Regions from separate parts of the Mus musculus genome. Here region 1 is linked to region 2. The links are chromatin contacts, called in public promoter capture Hi-C maps. All regions are on one chromosome and are shown on one strand. Each heading gives the region's core, a stretch centred on a gene start, on an enhancer-like site or on the middle of the called end of the contact. The rest is flanking DNA. Distances are from core to core; before and after follow the strand shown.

Region 1 (5,855 bases), core at 3,247-5,746, 370 kb before region 2:
TTAAGACTGCTGTGAGATACGCTGCTACAAAGTCTCACATGTAACTCCCGCATCCACTTCTGCAGGGAAAATACAAAGAGTTCAGCTCAAAGGACAGAGTAGTTAGTTATCTGTGTGACTTCCGATCCTTTTTATAATCAAAATACACAAGTTTGTAAAACCCTCTCTAATTGGAAACCAAATTAAAAGCTTTCACAGGATAGAAATATTGAATGAATTCAGACAAGACACTCTGTTTCAGCTTGGATGAAAAGGAAAGGGTCAGTGTGCAGTCCTGAGGCCTGCACGGAGCAGAAGCGCTGACTCGTTACCTGCGTCGGCGTGATGATGGGCACACCACCAACAATGTCAGTTCTGTAAGACACTTGCTTCTTACCACAGTCACCTTGGCGACTCAGGCTGTCGGAGGCCGGCTGTGAGTCTGACTGCTTTGGTACCTGGAAGAGTGAGAGAGATTCCTGTGCAACAAGAACTGCATCTGCAACCCTCCCATCGCACAGGACTTGCACCTAGTTTTAGATAACTGACATATAATAATCTATTTATTTACAGTATTTTAGCCCAAGCACTCGGACTGTCCTGGTCATTACTTATACGCTTCCTCCTTCCTCCCTGGCCAACTCTCAGCAGCTTAAGAAGGAGCAGGGGCTTACAGGGAGCAGGCAACACAGGTTGAGATCCCTGCTGAACTACATTCTAGACAACTTTATAAAATAAAACACTCTCAACATCAATTACATACTGAGTATGGGGGTTTTTTGTTTGTTTGGTTGGTTGGTTTTTTTGGTTTTTCGAGACAGGGTTTCTCTGTGTAGCCTTAGCTGTCCTGGAACTCACTCTGTAGACCAGGCTGGCCTCGAACTCAGAAATCCACCTGCCTCTGCCTGCCAAGTGCTGGGATTAAAGGCGTGCGCCACCACACCCGGCTTCTGAGTATGGTTTTCAGAGAATTTTATTCAGGTGTCCTCACAGTCTTTCATCAACATTATGAACGACAGCTGCAAACGTAATGGTATAAAAACATTTAAGTTAAAACTAAATCACCTGTGAACTACAGAGAAATTACTAACAGCAGTCACAGGCCCTACATGTACTAATGTGAGTCCATCCAAGGCAGGTTAATGTACTAATGTACTAATGTGAGTCCATCCAAGGCGGGCATGTACGTTAAGACATTACCAGGAACATCACTAAAATCTGTAGGTTGCCAGGCTCCATCCCCAGAGCGAGTCTCTAAAACATCTCCCTGAAACTGCAGTTTCGGCAGGAACAGGTGCTTTGGAGGGGCCGGGCTGTATTTCACACACTGTCCATGCTGTGTTGTCATTGTCCATCACACTATGCTCATGGGATTTGGAAAAAAGCTGACGTACAATGCAGACACTTTTATTTACAAAGAAGCTATCTTCAAAGTACTGAATAAGCACACAGACTGTGTGTAAGATCTCAACCCACACACACTAGGAACCTAGCAGGTCCTGGGTAAGAACGGCTTATATCTTAATGTCATTTTCTCCCACTGCTTTCCCTGGCAGGCTTTCCTCAGGCCCTGGCAGCTTTCTTTAGCATCAAATGCATACTTCCACACAGGAGACACAAAGGAGAAAGAGAGGGAAGAGCAGAGAAAGGAGGTCAATCTCGAATGTCTGTGGAATCCTCAGAGGCCATATTCTATGTGCCTTCTGAAGGTGATTACAACAGGAGACAAAGTGTTGGCTAGAATTAGGATAACACATACTAGTAGAACTTGCAGATGAAATCTAGTGCAGTTTCTAGAATCACACAATTTACTTCAGTCATTTTCCTAAGTGTGGTCCTGTGAACTCACTGTAATCAGCAAACAGCAACAGTAAGAGAATCTGAGCCACAAAGACAATCTATCCAGCAGATGACCTGAGACTGGTGCTCTGTGGTGACCTGCAGGAGGAACAGCAATTATCCTCCAGGGTGAGGGTTCTGCTACGCCTAAGGATTTCTGAAAAGTCCTTAATACAGAAGAAACAGGTCATGCTGAAAATCCTTTCCTGTGCAATTGGCCCTCTGCTGACAGCCCTCAAATGAAGCCTAAGCAGGGCACAATTCCCAACACTTGAGCGACAGTTTACAATAAAAATTACTTAAGTTGAAATAACCTTGTTTTCAAGGAATTCAGAAATAAATTAACTCCCTTAGAATTTACAAAACCAACTCTGAATGAAAGTGAGTCAAATCCAAACACTAAGATGAAGAACCCCCACGCCACCTGCAAATCAGCCAACTGTGAATGAGCACCGGAGAGCCAAATCAACGGGCAGAGGACAGCCAGGTACCTAATGTGCTTCTGCTCCACGGGACGATTTCATAGGAGGGATCTAAATGTGTCCTTAGCAGGCATTTACTGTGACCACAATAGAATGTCCCAATATCAGAAAAGAAAATAATGAGAAGAAAAACTGAGTAAAACAGACTTCAGCATTTATGACTAGCATAAATAAAAAGGCTACAGACTTCTCAAAAGTTACAAGGGAGTAAAATTCCACTCAGCAGGAATGAGGGCAGAGCTAGAGGACGGAGCAGACCTAAAGTATTTGATGAGTTCCTGGGTGGCAAGACCTGCACAGGAAGTGTCTCTCCATCTGACCTGCCTGGCTCGCAAAGGCCTGGTTAACACTGCAGGGCGGCCCGGTTGTTCTTTAACCCAAAATTCAGCTTACTTGTCCCAGCTGTCATTTAAAAAAAAAAAAAAAAAAAATCACTGTGAAATTTCTGCTACAACTTTAAAAGACTAGCTTGTAAGTTAGAACTTATGGTGGAAAAAGACATTTTAGAAATAGTGGACTTCTGCTTAGGAAAAAACTATGGCCATCTTCACCACTCTCCCAACCAGCAAGGGACCAGGAGCTGCTACACTGACAGTAGACTAACACATTTGAAAGCCTGCTTCCACTTTTGACTTTTAAAACTCAAGTCAGTAAAAATATCCTTCAAGATTATTTCTTTTAATATTGACCTTTTACAAATCTTTTTTTCTTTTCTTCTTTAAACATTTAGGAAAGAATTTACAATGTTACCCAGACTATAGCTGTGAAGGGCAGTGAACTATGGCCGTACACGCCTAAAACCGAACACTCAACTCATCACCATGCTCTTAGCCACAGTGCTCTAACAATCCCTAGGCTGAAACCACACTCTGAAAAACAAATTGTAAATTTTAAACGTATAGATTACATAGTACTCGGTAGACCACTAAATTAGTTGATCAAAATATCATTTGGAATGGTTCAAAAGGAAGGTAAACTACGTGTGTTAAAATGGGAATATTAATTTTTCAAAGATCCTACATGTAAATTATTGTCCATTTAAATATGAAATTAGACATGTCACACTCCAATATATTTAAATGTGCAAAATGCCTATAAGGTCTAAACTGGTAGAATTTTTATTCTAAAGAATTTAAGAGGCCGGGCATGGGCTGCACGCCTTTAATCCCAGCACTTGGGAGGCAGAGGCAGGCAGATTTCTAAGTTCAAGGCCAGCCTGGTCTACAGAGTGAGTTCCAGGACAGCCAGGGCTACACAAAGAAACCCTGTCTCAAAAAAAATAAAATAAAAAATTAATTAATTAACAAAATATCTATTTTTAACTTTTTTTTTTTAAAAGTTTATGTGTATGGGGTGTTTTGGCTACATGTCTGTACCCGCAGGCCAGAGGACAGTATTGTATGTGTTCCCTGAAACTGGAGTTACAGATAGTTATGGACAGTCACATGGGTACGGGAAACCAAACCCAAGTCGTCTGCAAGAGCAGCCAGTGCTCTTAACCACTTAGCCATCTCTCCAGCACCAACGAAACATAACGTAGTAAAGCCTGGGATTCTCTCATTCTCCTGTTTGCCTGGAATTGGCTCCAGTCGATTACCAATTCTACATTCAGGTCACTTACTTCACTGATGACTTCTGTATCTTACTTGTATTAACCTTTCTAAATATGAACTATAAACTCATGAAAATCAGTATCGAGATCTATCTAAAAACAGTAAAAATGTCATATAAAATAAAGCTGCAAGATCACAAGAGCTAATGAAAGGTCTATACCTTAAACACTGTTAGTTTCTCCTCCGTGCTGAAAAGTTTGCAATGGCACGTGAAAAACTTAGTTCCACAAATAAATGAAGTAACAACTCAAGGCATTCCAACTTGGTAAAATGCTGGGTCTATTCATTCCACTTTTCTCCAAATCACTAAAAGTAGCCAGTTCTGCTTATTATTGTAAACTGTGAAAAATGAATTCAGGAAAGTACTACATGCAGTCTCCATAAACACATCTTCTGGGTAGGGAACATTTATTAGGGGCTCAAAACGATCGACTAAGACCTTATAAGAACATAAACTTCTGAGTCTGTTCAAAAATACTGCTTTCCTGAAACTGCAAAAGTCCCCAAATAACTTCTGCTTCACGAACAGATCAGACGCGGTGTGTGGGTGTTTTCTGTCATGTGGTAACAAGCTGTTCTGGTGCAATACAAAAAAATGTGACCTAACTAAGGACAGCCTTGGTTGGCTATCTGAAGTCTGCTGCAGTGTGGCATAAACACGGAGTCACTCACTTTAGATGAGGACTTTACGCACTGCTTTTCAGGGCACTTGTGTAGACCAGGACCAGTAAATGACTGTACTCAGTAAGAACAAACTTTAGCTGATACAGCCCCACACAGGAGGAGTCCCTCCCACCCCTGTCCAGGCAGTCTACTCTGTGTGAGGAGGGAAGGTGCAGAGAGGCAGTCCGTGTGCACAGCAGCAGCAGCAGCAACTTGCTCAGAAAAGCTTGGCTGACTTTAAGAAGGGGTTCTTTGCTCACTGCACCACAGATTCAGGGTCCAGGGCGCAGGAATCCACAGCTCATCTTTCTGGAAAGCTAAGGGCAAACTTTCATCTGAAGCCTGCCTGCTGGCCCAGTAACAGTAAGTACTGGTGTTCATTTTTGAAACCAACCAAAAGAAAAGAGTTGTTAAGCAGCCACTGTAGCATCAGCAGAGGGAAGAGCGGCAGGCCATGGAACTCCAGGGGAAAGGACAGGTGAAAGAAGTCCAGAGCCTCAGACATCACGAGAGCACACAGGCAGAACCCTCTGCTTACCACAGCTCTTCAGACTCATCCCCAGACCTGTACCTGCCCCAGCCCACACCTACCTTCTCCTGTCATGGCTTAGAAAAGGAGAAAGCGTATGCCATTCTCAGAGTATGTGGTCAAAGCCTCTTATCCTATTCTAGATGCAAAACAAAAGCACAATCAGCATGTACAGAAATGTGGATCCTCCCTAAGGACACGGGGAAAGCCTTCAAGGCCCTAAGTCCCCACACACTAGACAGAGGCTCACAGTCAGTACACAGCTTTTAAACCAAGCTTGACTCTGCAATCTGTTGGTAAACTGAGGACATTAGACACATTTTTATAATGTAAACATTACTTCTGTAAAGGGAAACTTTTTCAAAAAAAAATACTTACTGTAATTTTTATAGCTTTGTTCAAGACATTTACCCACTCCACTAAGTCCTGCTGATCATTAGCTTGTAGAAAGTATTTTCTCATTCCTGCATTCATAACTGTCAAAAAAAAAAAGTGCATGAAATATTATACTTGTTACCTCTAAATTCTGTTTAGAACATCTATAAAAGTTTTACTGTAACTCTTGGATTTTACAAGATAAAAAAACCACTGTTTTCATCGCTAAGTTACACAGGCAGAACTCTTTTCTGGCCAGCCTTCACTAAATGAGGATACTGCTAAATAGTGAGTCAGTCCTCCAATGATGCATACTTCAGTTAACACAGGCCATCACAATAAAGTATCACTTGGGGAGATTCCTTCACACTTCAG
Region 2 (5,473 bases), core at 98-2,597:
GAAGTGTGACCTTTTACCTGTATACTGGCAGGGAGCAGGGTCTGGAATTTGTGGTATTTAGGGCTTCTTAGGAGGCTGGAGTTGAGGCTGTATTTTTCCATCCTTTCAATCTTACATGAGTGGCTCAGAATTGTCTGCCCGTCAAGGTTTCAGGGTCTACAATGCCTTCTGGATGCCTCCAGCATTGGATGAAGGTTGTACACATATCTACTTGCAGGCTAAACACCCACAAACATAATTAAAAAAAAAAGTTTCCTGATTGCACTTTCTAGACACTGCAAAAAGGAATTCACCATATTGTCGACTATGGAAATTATGCCAGACAGACTTAAACATCTGTGTACGCAGAGGAGAAAGCTAAGGAATATTATCTTGGTAGGAGCATGCCTTTATTTTTACACTTTGCCTCACAACCTCATTCCCTAAAACACGTTCTTTGCAAATTGGAGACCCATGGAGTGAATTCAGATTATGTAAATGTTCAGCCTGAAGAGTTAAAAATTCTTTTTGAGTGATATTTAAAACTCCCTTTAAAAGAGGAAAGTGTCGCTTCGTCATTGGACATTCCGCTCTAGCAGAGTTGTTTGGATTCTAGATCCCTCTCTATCAAGCCAGCTCCGGCTCCTCGTTCCTCACAGGTGGTCAGGCGCAGAACTCGAGGTTAACCTTCAACTACAGAGCGCAAATGACCGGGTGAATCCCAACCTGGAGCCTCAGTTTCCCTATCTGTAAAGCGGGCTGAGAGATCGCGTCAGTGACAAGGACTGCTGTTGACTGGACAAGTAACCTGCTGGCCACTAAACACTGGGTTCCGAGACGCACCCCTGCAACCCAGGCTGGCGGCCAGTGGCCTGACCGGGGATCGGCGGAGAGCCGCGAACCCGGCAACCCCCGCGCTCTCGGCCCTTCCCCGAGGTTCCCCGCGCTGAGAGGCGTGGCCGCTCCTCAAGCCCACAGCGGCGGCCATGGCCTCGGTGGTGGAATACAAGGGCCTGAAGGCCGGCTACTACTGCGGCTACTGCGAGTCCAGGGAGGGCAAGACGTCGTGTGGTGAGTGTCCCGCCGTCCAGGTCGCCTTTACCGGCTTCAGCCAGGCTCTCGCTACGTCCTGGCAGGCCTGCCGCGCGGGTTGAGGCCGTTGGTCACCCGACTCCAGCTTCCCGGTCCCATTGGTCTCTCCTCAGCCGGCTTCCTTTCCATCCCGGTCTTCCCGCCCTCGCCCTCCCTAGGGGGTAGCCGCCCCTCACAGAGGAGGAACGGAACTAGCGGACGGCTGCCCGCAGTCAACATGGCGCGGGCGGCGTCAGTGACGTAGGGCGTCCGGTCCTTCCAGCCCGGGAGCACTCGAGTGGCTTCGCGCGATCTTCGGAGGCGCGCGCGTTGCATTGTGGGGTGGTGGAGGCGAAGGCGGCGGTAGCGGCGGCTGCGTAGGACTGGGTGGCGCAGCGGCGGCGGGGTCGCGGACATGGCTTCTTGGAGCGCGCCTTCACCTAGCCTTGTAGAGTATTTTGAGGGCCAGACCTCCTTCCAGTGTGGCTACTGCAAGAACAAGTTGGGCAGTCGCTCCTATGGTGAGCGAGCTCGGCCGGCGGGCGTGTGCTTCGGGCTCTGTGAGGGTCTTGGGTGGCCGCAGCCTGGGGGAGCGTCGTGAAGAGCCGGGTGTCCTCCACCCTTGCTCCCTCAGCGGCTGCTCTGGGAGACGGGAAGGGAGATGGGGAGGCTCCTGGGAGCTGACGGCCGCCCTGCATCCATCCCCGCGGCAGCCGAGGCCCCCTGCTGCATGTGTAGAGGGGCGTGTGCGTGCACACCTGTTCGCTGTCATTTTGGAGAAAGTGTCTGGGAGAACGTACTGGAAACCGAGATCGGCTTGATATTTTGATAAAATACCTGCTCGACTTTTTTTTTAAATCAGGGATTTATACCATGTCATTGTGCCAATCCATCTTGAAGACCGTAATAACGGTGTTCCTTCAGGCTTTAGGTTTCTTTTCTTTTTATTTTATTTTATTTTTCTGGCTTTTCGAGACAAACGTTTTCTGTGTAGCTCTGGCTGTCCTGGAATCCACTCTGTAGACCAGGCTGGCCTGGAATTCAGAGATCCGCCTGCCCCTGCCTCCCGAGGGTCTGGGATCAAAGGTGTGCATCACCACCGGGCTAGGATTCAGGTTTCTTACGGAAGATTTGTTTGTAAGCCGAATATGTACTTATTGTCTGCCGTGTCATGATCGGCAAATACAGAATCTAGGATGGATGGTTTAGAATAATCCTGCAGGTGGAAGCAAGGTAACTTGACTATAAATTTAGGTTAGAGATTTACCCGTTTTGAAAGACAGTTTAGTGGTTTGGCTGTGCACGGGATTTTGGTTTATGGATGCATTAAAAGTGTTTATTAGGAGAAAGTGTATTATTAGGTGAACCGCGGCCTTGGGTAGACAGTTATACAATCGTTAGATGCACGGATTACGAAGACCAGTTAAGTGAAAAAAACGCTTGGAGCATAGGGTTAAATAAACAGGATGCAGATGACAGCCGAGTACACGTGACAGCTGAGAGGAATACGGTCCAATAAAGCCCAAATAAGGCCAAGAAAGCACATCAAATGACAGTGGCTCACTTTGAGTGATAGAGATACTATTCTTTTTCAGAATTTTTATATTCTGACTATAATATTTGCCAGTATTATGTGACTGAAACATATTTTAATAGGGAGGACCTTACTACCCCTACCCCTAGTAATTTCGTATTAGAGAAAATTGGACAATATAAATATTTTGTGCTTCAAGATTTGTTGAAGAACAGTTTTATCATCTAGAAAGATAACTATAAATTCCCAGCATTTCAGTTTTCGTCTTTCCTGTAAGGCACTCTTCTGTTGGGTGACTGTTGTAGGAACTCTTGTTATATCTGAGTGGCCTCAGAACTACAGAGGATTCCTTTGAGGCTCAGAATAACTTGTTGGTGTCAGCGAGTGACTAGTCACTAGTTTTGCTTTGGATTGCTGTGATAACCACCATGATCAAGTGCAGTTTGGGGAGGAAAGGGCTTATTTCGTCTTAGAGCTTTCGCTCCATTGAGAAGTCAGGGCAAGAAGTGGAGGCAGGAAGGAACCTTGGGGCAGGAACTGAAATGAAGGTTATAGAACTGGTATGCTAACATTTTTACTGGAACTTGACACCATTTCTCCCCTCCTCGCTTGCCACTCTATAAAGCATGTTTCTATATATAGCTGGTACAATTTCTTCAGGAAGAAAAAAACTCGTCGTTTTAAGTTTTAGTTCAGGTATGTCCTTTACATGTTAATCCCCATCATTTTTGTCCCCTCGTCCACAGTGTCATAGTTATTTCACTGAATTGATAATTTCAGAGGCTCTGTCATCATCATCTTGTTCCCTTGGGATGCCAGTTACTGTCAGTTCATTTATTTTGAATGAGTATGTCTGTATATGTTTGTCCTATTTTTAAGGGTCAAGCCTGTGCTATATATATTATGCATAGCAAGTAGTAGAACTAACATACCTTTGTGCTGGTCAGCTTGACACAAGCTAGAGTTACCTGGAAAGTGGAAACCTCAACTGAGAAACTGCCGCTCTCCCATGGCCTGTAGTTAAGTCTTTTGTGACATATTTTGATTAGTGATTAATATAGGAGGGCCCAGCTCTGGGCATGGGGTACTGGGATGTACAAGAAACCAGTTCTAGCAAGCCAAGAAGAGCTAGTCAGTAGTCAGTGTTCTTCCCCGACCTCTGCTTCACTTCCTGCCTTTAGATCCCTGCCCTGAGGTATTTGCTTCCAGGGCCCTGACTCCAGTTTCTGCTCTGACTTCCTTCTATGATGCCTTGTGAGCTGTAAGAGGAAATAAACCCTTTCACCCCGAAACCATATTTGATTATAGTGTTTCTTGCATAGCAATAGAAGGTAAACTAATTAATGGCAACTCTCAAATAGGTGAGACCAGTGTGTTAACTCACTGGAGGTTCTCTGAAAGTTTGTGTGAAGTCTACAATTCCAGTGAGAATTGAGATGATTTATTAATTTTTAATTAAATGGAGTAGGAGTCACTTTTGATATATTTGATTCTTTAGATTAGATTTCTTTTTTTTTTGTTCCTGTTTTGAGAATGGGTCTCTTATATAGCCCTGACTTGCCTGGACTCCTAGAGTCACTTTGTAGCCAAGGCTGGCCTTGAACTCATAGAGATGTTCCTGCCTCTGCCTCTTGAGTGCTGAGATCAAAGGTGTGTGCCACCACACCTGACTTAATACCCCCTCCCCCCCAAACACACAGGATCTTATGTTACTCAGGTTGGTTTCAAATTTATTATATAGCTGAGGTTGGTCTTAAACCCTGACTCCTGACTCCTGACTCCACCATCTGACTCCACATGCATTTACCTCCTAAATTCTAGGATTACAGGTTTGTGTCACCACTCCTACCTTAGAATTAATATAACTTATTTTTTGTTTGTGTTGTACGTATTATGTTAGGTGTAAAGTAAATGCAGACTTTTTTTTACTCCAATTTGAATGTTCTAGAACTTTAGTCTAAATTTGCCATTTTTATTTTTAATTTATTTTTTACACAGGGTCTAACTAGGTAGCCCAGTCTGGCCTGGGATGCCCAGAGATCCACCTGTCTCTGCCTTTGCAGTTTTACCACACCTCCTCTAACTTACCTGTTTTTTCTTGTAAAGAACACTTAAGGGTTTTAACAAGAAGACAATAGGGTGTGCTGGAGCTAACATGGTACTTACTTTTTCAGGCATGTGGGCACATTCCATGACAGTGCAGGATTATCAGGATCTTATAGACCGAGGATGGAGAAGGTAAGGTTCTTTAACACAGATGCGTTTTGTTATTGCTTAGTTGCTTCTTATAGCTGCATAGTGAGAATTGCCCTCAGGATATTCTTTTACGGAGCTGTTTATTATGTTCTTTTGTGTAGTGTAGTTTTTTGTTCTTAGAAATTTATTGGCAAAGTTAAAAATTATGCATAAAGTAAAATATATTACATACCTTGTATGCTTATTACTAACCTTTGACAGTTTCTGGAATTATTCTATTTTTTCACTGATTCTCTATGTTTTCCCTCCTCTCCAAAGCATTTGACAGTAGATTACATGTTAATTATTATTGCAGAAAGCATATTGCAACATACATATCTGAGAAGAAATAGTTTCCCTTTTAACTTATCTACCATGCCTTTATCATCTTATAAAATTAACACTATCTGTTGCTGAATGTGGTGTCCCAGGCCAGTAATCCCAGCACTAGGGAGCAGAGGTGGGTGGATCTCTGTGAGTTTGAGAATAGCTTGGTCTACACAGTGAGCTTCAGGCCAGCCAGGGCTACTTGATGAGGCCCTGTCTCAAAAACAAAAAAGAAAAATTAATATAAATTTTTGATGGTACTTGGCATTCATTAAAAAAATTGTTTTAAAATATTTTTATTATATGTGTGTGTGTACGTATATGAGA

Evidence for each region. Promoter capture Hi-C pulls out the DNA fragments that hold promoters and counts their contacts.
Region 1: a promoter capture Hi-C map of hippocampal neurons shows a contact between it and region 2, with 2.5 times the contacts expected there. The contact joins the enhancer-like site here to the promoter of Ate1 in region 2. A contact is called at or near these places in 4 of 39 promoter capture datasets (the 3T3-L1 cell line, embryonic stem cells, hippocampal neurons and 1 more), 3 of 484 Hi-C or Micro-C datasets (stem cell-derived neural stem cells, uterus and ventricular fibroblasts), 4 of 115 datasets of contacts at active chromatin or transcription factors (astrocytes, bone marrow-derived macrophages, large pre-B cells and 1 more) and 3 of 9 other capture datasets (adipose tissue, liver and pancreatic islet).

The regions. Positions count from the first base shown.
Region 1 is chr7:130,891,907-130,897,761 of GRCm38.p6, reverse strand. Plekha1 (pleckstrin homology domain containing, family A (phosphoinositide binding specific) member 1) reads right to left here. Exons shown (of 13, transcript NM_001346515.1): 5 at 5,484-5,581; 6 at 312-437. Among named protein-coding and RNA genes, the nearest start is that of Mir7061, 13 kb to the left of the region's middle. Within about 2 kb of position 4,496, at least 108 of the 459 cell types and tissues checked have an H3K27ac peak or open chromatin away from gene starts, as enhancers often do. A contact at or near this core is called in adipose tissue, bone marrow-derived macrophages, hippocampal neurons and 2 more, where this site is marked.
Region 2 is chr7:130,515,454-130,520,926 of GRCm38.p6, reverse strand. It overlaps Ate1 (arginyltransferase 1), which reads left to right and starts at 1,347. Exons shown (of 12, transcript NM_013799.3): 1 at 1,347-1,571; 2 at 4,759-4,822. The coding sequence starts at 1,466. It overlaps Gm4275 (putative uncharacterized protein ZNRD1-AS1), which reads right to left and starts at 1,336. Exons shown (of 4, transcript XR_869987.2): 1 at 1,082-1,336.